Linked DNA regions of Macaca mulatta: region 2 is linked to region 1. A link is a contact called in public Hi-C data. All regions are on one chromosome and are shown on one strand. Each heading gives the region's core, a stretch centred on a gene start, on an enhancer-like site or on the middle of the called end of the contact. The rest is flanking DNA. Distances are from core to core; before and after follow the strand shown. Region 1 holds the start of CNTFR (ciliary neurotrophic factor receptor). Region 2 overlaps CNTFR (ciliary neurotrophic factor receptor).

The links. A called contact is a pair of places that touch in the nucleus more often than the background predicts.
Region 2: a contact with region 1 is called in a Hi-C map of fetal cortex germinal zone, with 6 times the contacts expected there. The contact joins the enhancer-like site here to the promoter of CNTFR in region 1. A contact is called at or near these places in 5 of 14 Hi-C or Micro-C datasets (cortical neurons, fetal cortex germinal zone, fetal cortical plate and 2 more).

What each region holds. Positions count from the first base shown.
Region 1 is chr15:65,107,840-65,111,469 of T2T-MMU8v2.0, reverse strand. CNTFR (ciliary neurotrophic factor receptor) reads right to left here and starts at 2,115. Exons shown (of 10, transcript NM_001257683.2): 1 at 2,010-2,115.
Region 2 is chr15:65,141,677-65,145,552 of T2T-MMU8v2.0, reverse strand. It overlaps CNTFR (ciliary neurotrophic factor receptor), which reads right to left. Exons shown (of 10, transcript NM_001257683.2): 7 at 2,899-3,062. Among named protein-coding and RNA genes, the nearest start is that of ENHO, 25 kb to the left of the region's middle. Within about 2 kb of position 1,897, at least 2 of the 40 cell types and tissues checked have an H3K27ac peak or open chromatin away from gene starts, as enhancers often do. A contact at or near this core is called in fetal cortex germinal zone, where this site is marked.

The sequences.
Region 1 (3,630 bases), core at 866-3,365:
TCCCCAGCTTGGAAGTGTGAATCTGACTATGAACCCCAGTGTCCTCAGTGAGTCCTTGAGTTCAAATGTGAGCCCCATGTTCCCCATGCGAGTCTGACTGCAACTCGGAGTCCCAGAATGTAGGAGTGTATATGTAACACTAGTTGTTCTGCCTGTAATACTTGGTGAATTTGTGTCTGTGTCACTGACACAGTGTCACTGACACGTGAATTGTGTCTTCATGTGAGCCCCAGTGTGAGCCCGAGGACCCCAGTGAGATTCTGGGTGTGAGCTCTAGGTCTCAATGTAGATCTAAGCTAAAGGATAAGACCGTGAATCTAAGCATGAGCCTACACTCCCAGTGTGGGTCCCAGTGTGAGCAGAGTTCCAATGTGAGTCTACATGGAAACTCCAGGACTGAAGTGTATCCCTGGATATGAGCCCCACAATGTAAGTGTGAGTCCATATGAATGTAAACCCCTAGACCCTAGAAGGAGTTGAAGTGTCCCAGTGTGCATCTGAGTATGAATTCCAGAGCCCCCAGAAGTCCTGTGCATGACCTTTAAACTCCTAGTCTTTGTGTAGGCTCATGGTCTCCGTTGGAGTATCAGCCCTGACAGTGTGAACCTCAGCTCCATCTCACCAATGCTGACCAGGAGCCCCTAGCACCAGCTGAGAGGATTTGTGTGGGTTGTGACAGTGGAGACAGGGGGGCATAGTTTGAGACACCTAGGCCCTTCTAGCCCCCAAGTCATTGCTAGCCCTACATCCCTAGGAATATGCAATGGTTCAAGTCCCATTCCCACATGTGTAATGACACACCATCACACCCAGAGTTACATATACAAAAATACACCTGGTGTTGCAGACTCCTCGGACACACAGCAATTACAGATGCACAGACACACCCAGCATTTCAGACTCACCACCTCAGTGATCACAGCCACACAAACACACCCAGTGACACAGACACAAATTCACCAAGTATTACAGGCAGAACAACTAGTGTAACAGATACACTCCTACAGCGGCATGCAGACACACACCCAGTGTTGCAGACAAGCTGCCAGGCACACAGACACACACAGACGCTTCTCAAAGAGACAGACTAGACGTAAAGAGAAAGAAAATCCTGAATTTTCAACAAGGCGTGAAATAGTCCTGCCCGCCTGAAGCTACTGGAGGGGGGAGGGGGACAAGGGAGCCAGCGAGCTAACGGTGGAGGAGAGGCTCGGGAGAGAAGAGGAGCCGAGAGGGAGAGCTGTCCGTCTGGTGACCTCCCCACGGCCCAGCCCCCACGCACGCGGAGATACACTACTCGGAGCAACACAGGGACACCCAGGCTGGCTCACACTGAGCCGCACTGGAGGAGACACACACGAGCAGACTCACAAAGAGACACTTGGGGATACACCATAGGCAGACTCACACAAGCCAGGAAGACTTACAAAGAGACACACTGGAGGAGACCCACTACATGGAGATACATCCAGGCGGACTCAAGAGAAAATCATGAGGAGGCCGACCGACACACACAGACACATGCATACACACACACGCGCGCGCGCGCGGATTCACACGGACACACATGCACTGGCAGACGCGCAACCGTCCGTTCGTATCCCCGGGCGCTCTGAAGTCCAGATTTCTGCCCGAGAAAGAAGCCACCTTTGGGCATGCAGAGGCCACTACGAACCCCCGAAGCCCAGGAATTTTTCCAGACCCCGCGTGTGCAGCTGAGGGGTGGGGAGAACAGGGACACTAGGACAAACCGCCGGAGCCACCTCCCTCTAGTCGACAGTCCGGCCCCACCACCACCACCACGCCCAACCCCCGGAGCGCCCGGACGTGGGGGTTCGCTTCTCCAGCGCCCCCGCCCCCGAGTTTGCAGGCAAAGTTTCTCGTGAACTTTCCGGTCGCCCTCGGCCGTAGGCCCACGGGTGTCCCCTCACTCTTCCCGCGCGCACGGTCTGTCGGTCAGTCCGGGCTCTGAGGGTCTGGCCGCGCGCACTCCGCCGCAGGGTACTCACCGCGCCCTCGGGCTACCCAGGCTTCGCGCTGCGCCTTCCGACCGCCCCCGGCAGCGAGCGAGGCAGGGAGCGCGAAGCTACCACCGCCCGCCGGATCCCACCGCCGAGCCTCGCGCCGCGCCGGCTGGAGCCGCCGCCTCCGCTGCCGCCGCCGCCCGCTCTGCACCGGCTCTTCAGCGCTCGGCGGCTTTAACCCCCCCATCCTCCTCCCTCCCTCGCGGGCTCCCTCCCTCCTTCCCTCGCCCATGTGACCGCGGGCGCCCGCTCGGCCGCGCGCGCCCTCGCTCCCCTCCCCCTCTTGCCTTGTCTCTCCGCGGCCGCGCGCCACGACCCCTCCCCGCCACGGGCCCCGCGCGCCCCCGCCTTGGCACGCTCTCGCTCCTGGCACACGCGGCCCGCTCGCCCTGCGCGGGCCTGTGAGCCCCCACTCCCACTCGCCCGGCACTGGCACGCGCTCTGGCCCCCCGCTGGCATACTCGCCCGCACTGGCACGCGTGGCCCCCTCGCGTTCACCCTTTCTCGGGCGCGCCCTCCAGACGGCTGTGGTCCCCGTGCTTCACGCGCAGCCCCGGCCGCGGGTCTCGCAAACGCGCGCGCGCGCACACACACACCCACTCCGCCCGCTCCCCTAGGGCGGCTGGGCGCGCACCCACCCCCGGGATCGCTCCTTCACACTCACTCTCCCTCTCAGTCTTGGCCAGGTCTCTCCTGCGCACACTCCCGCACGTTCAGGCCCTGACGGCCTTGCACCGACTCCCTGGCACACCCCGGGCCAACTCTCGGGGTCCTCCCTCCGGCGTCGCCGTGAGAGGAACGCGAGCCAGAACCCCCAACCCCCACTTTGGGCAGAAGAAGCCAGCCGGCTCCGCCCCTCCCCTATTACTACTGCCCCCCGCAACGACTCCCCTCCCGGTCACCCCCTCGCGCGGGGGAAAAGGGCTTCCTTGACCGGGGACGGACCCAGCCGGGAGCCCAGGCCCATGCTTCCCATGTCTCCTATGACACCAACACCACTACTAGCATGTTCCTCGTGCTCCGAGGACACACAACCGGGGGAGAAGCCTCCACTGGAATGAAGGGGTAGGGAGGGTGCACCCTCAATGCCGGGCACAGGCACACCCCTCGATAGGAGGCTTACTCCTTTCGCAGCCTGGGCCTCTGAGGGGCCGGGGTGTTCACTGCACTCGCCCCTGGGCCTCCGGTCTGGCTGCAACATAGGAGAGTAAGGTTAGACAACCTGACCAACTTCTGAGGCCACGTGAGAGCGCAATGGAGTGGCAATGGCAGAGGCGGAGACCGAGAAGGCCACCCTCGTCTCCACCCCTTGGATTTTTCACCTGACCCTTGACCCATAATCCTGGGCCCTGCCCCTCCGGGGAGCTGCTCTAGGGCTGAGGGCGAGGAGAAGGGAGGGAAATGTCTCGCTCTTTCCTCACATCCTACCCCAGTAGGCTGCCTAGAACGCCCGGGCCCTTTCCCAACAAATGCCTCAGGGACTCCCACTGCAGAGGAAAATCCTTCTTCCCGCCACGGCCTGGGCTTTTCACTTTCACTTCCGTGGCCACAGAATCCCCTCTCTACAACTGGCAGGGGTCGGCATGGGCTGGAGCTCAGAGACGGC
Region 2 (3,876 bases), core at 648-3,147, 34 kb before region 1:
GGCTGAATCCTGACCACAGTCCCAGCCTGGAGGTGGCAAGGGCAGGGGGTGAAAGGAGATGGTAGTGCCACCCTCTTCTCCCACCAGGAAGCCACTGAGGGGAGGTTCCACACACTGACTGGAGCTAGGCTGCCTGAGTTTCAAATTTGGCCCCATCCCTTAGTAGTGAGGTGACCAAGTTACTTAACATCCTCACGCCTTGCCATCCTCATCTGTAAAACGGCATTCATGAGAGTATCCATCTCTTAGGGTTACAACGAGGACCAAGGCATGAGGACAGCATCAAACGCACTTCAGCCAGCGCTGTCATTACCATGGCTTCTGGTCAGAGCCCGGGTTCCCAGATGCCTAAGGCACCTACCAGCCTGGCCCCAGCTGAGCCTCCCCTCAGGAAGGCCTCAGTGTGGTTATCACCCTGCTGGGGCAGAAAGGGGTGGAGGACAGCCCCTGGGGCTGCAGGGCACAGAACAGCTGCTCCATTTCCTCCTGGAGGCATCGCGACCCCACTCCTGCCCCGCTGGCCCCATCCTGCTGGTCTCCCCCAACCCTCCAGGCCAGGCTGCCTGTCCGGCGCCCCTTCCAGGCCCAGGCTGGGCTCTGGTTCATCTCAGCGGCACCCGCTGCCTCATTAAGCCGCCTCGTAAACAGGGGCAGCCGGCGGGGGCGGAGGAGGGGGCCGCTCTGGGCCACGTCTGGCTTCAGGGCTTTTTTGGTCCCTGTTCCAATCTTCCCCCAGAAAACTGGGGTCTGGGCTATCTGACCTGACAGGCTGTGAGCGCATGCACACATGCATGTATGTGTGTCTGGGCATGTGCTCAGCCTGTGGCCCTGATAACGGTGGTAAAGGTCAGGGTCATGGTGAGACACCTTTTAGGCCCAGACCCTGGGCTCAGTAAATCCTAATCTCAGCCCTGGAAGATTGGAGGGTCCCAAAGACCCTCTTCTCCTGGAGCCAGGGTCCCAGTTCTACCTCTGGTACCCCAGTCCCTTTCTGCTCGGCTCCTTCAGCTCTGTCTCCCTCCTGCCAGGATTAGACCGCAGACCTCCATGTCAGTCTCTCCCCACAGGGAGGGAGCCACAGGGAACAGATCAAATTGCCGCTTCATTGTGGGCTCATGGTGGGCACCATACCTCTGGGAATGTGGCCCCCAGGAGGTCAGTGCTCTCCTGGGGACCACATATCCTAGACCAGGATCCTTCTTGCGAGGTTATCAGTGATCCCTTCATCCTTCCTCTCAAGAAAAAGGCTTCTCAACTGGCAGGAACTCCCTAGTCACTGACATTGGCCTCCCCTGGGAGTCCTCCATGGTCTGCTGGAGCAGATGCCCGACACGCCTTCCAAGCCTCCCTGTCCACTTAGGGCCAGGGCAGGAGCTGCAGGGAACCCATGCTGGGTCCCCGTACTTGCCTCTCTCTTGTCCATGCTGAGACAGCCCCTGCCCAGGGCCCATTCTTTTGCAATTCCTGGTCTGGATTTTCCTCCTGAAAATCCAGGTGATGTTTTTCTCTGTTCTGCCCTTCTTGCCCCCTCCCAGTCATACACCTGCCTCTCCCCAAGGTCAAGGATTGGGGAGAATAGACTCTGTTCAGAGCAAAACTTCAGATGAAAAGAACCATAAATCTAACCAGCCCCAGTGCCACTGAGACACAGAATGGGGCTAGGATGAGCTACAGGCCATGCGTATTCTCACCATGGAGCCTGCACACTTTGCTCTTCCCACCTCAGTGTGGGGGTCAGTTTTGCGCACGGTCTTGGCATGTTAGTTGCATACACGTATGGCGTATGATTCCTGCTGGGAGCCGCGCGTGTGTGCATGTTCCCGTGTGTGTGGTGGGCAGTGTGCCAGGTCCACTGCAAGGCGTGTGCGCCGCGACGCGCGGGGCTGCTGCCTGTAGCTCGTTAGCGGGGGAGGGGGGGCTTGTGAAACTAGACCCTGGTTATTAGCAATGCATTAGGCGCGGGCAGCTGGCCAGGCGGGAGGGACTCCGGACTCTGTCAGGGAACATGTGAGTGCATGAGCAGGCTTTGTGGGGGACAGGCACCCAGGAATCGAATTACACGCTTTAAAGGCCAGACAGGATAGGGGCACGAGGAGCTGGAGTTGGAGCCTGGTAGATGAGGTGGGGGTACAAGTTGACCCCCAGGAACCAGCCTGGGTTGTCCCATGGAGCACCCTCCCAACCCCAGTCCTAGCCTACAGGCCTCATGGGCCACACAGAGTGCCCACAACCCTATGGGCCCAGGGTGCTCAAAGCAAGAGAACTCCAAGTCTGCCTCAAACCTCTGGCTGTTCCCCAGAGCTCTCTATTGTAGCTTGATCCAGACCATAGTCCGACCCCATACTGACTCTTGTCCACTGCTTGGTTCCCAGCCAGGCTACCTTCCAACTCATAGCCTCAAGCTGACCCCTAAGCTGGGTCTGACTTTGGAGTCCTGATGCCAGTCAGGGCCTAAACTCGCACCCTGGACCAGGCTTGATCCCACTGCCTGATCCTGACCCCTTGGGGCCAGCACAGGCCCAGAGCCTGGGCCAGAGTATAAAGAGGGAGATGTCTTTGAGGGCTGAAAGAGGGAGATGTCTGGTCAGGCTGAGGTAAGGAAAGGGAGCCTTGCCTGTCCTGCCCGCTATCTCCCTTCCTGCATTTCTCTCCACTACCCGGGGGAGCCACAAAAAGACATATGTGTTCCCAGTGCACTAACAGGGGTCACTGGGAACCCCTAAGGACACCTGCCTCAGCTCCATCCATTCTCCCAGGCCCACCTGGTCCCTTTTCCCCACAGAGAGCCTGACTCATCAGGTCTCACACTGGAGCTGCTGCCACGTGGGATATGGGTGCCACTCACTCCACATGATTCTAACTCAGGCACCCAGGATCTTGACAGGGCAGGGCACTCACATGCTGCCACTGGTCCAGGATGAGGGGTCGGTAGCGCAGAAAGAACTTGAGAGGAAAAGACTCAGGGTCAGGCCAGGTCGAGGGGATCTGCCATGTCACCTCCAGCCGGCGAGGGTTGCTGGGCACTGGCCGGGCTACCACATTTTCTGGAGGATCAGGCTTCACTGTTCAGGAGACATAGCTTCATTACTACACTCATCTCTGGCAACAACCCACTTTGTCAACTCCAGCCACCATGTTGACCCTCTCATATTGCCAACCATTGTCATCAATATCATAGTCACCATGCCTCTTCTCTATTGTCAATTCTGGTAGCTACCGTAGAAAACTATCTCATTACTTCCAAGTCTGACATCCCCATCATCACCAATGGCTGTCACTACAGTCACTGTCACCAACTCTTCATATCAACATCCCAAATTTCATCTCATCATCCCATCATCCCAACTCTATCCTCATACTGACCTGCATCCCAGTAACTAAGCCAATACGATGCCTCCATAGTTACCACTGTCACCCCCACTGTCACCTGGATTACCCCCTCCTACCCCAGCATCACACACTCCCCCAAGCCTGGTTTTTCACTTCAACTTTTCCAGTTCCAAACTAAGACCTGGGTCAAGAGTAAAAGAGTCCACAGGTGTTGCAGATCTGGAGGTAGGCTGGGGATCTGATGGGAGTGCCTAAGGGCCCAGCTTATGTAGAAATACTCTGGCTAGGGATCCAGTCATGGGGTCTGGGGAGAAGACAGGGGCAGGCAGAAGATCTGGCTGGGGCGGAGGAATAGCAGGCAGAAAGCCTGCCTGGAATAGGGCAGGGGCAGGTAGAGGGACTAGCTGGGATGGGGGCGTCAGGGGGAGGACGGTATCTGTCCCAGTCCTGTCTCCTGTTCTGACACCTCATTCATCACAGGCCGTAAGGAAGCCATTAGAGTTGGGCGGGGGTGGAGGCTGCAGCTGCACAAGGGTCTGGCCCAGC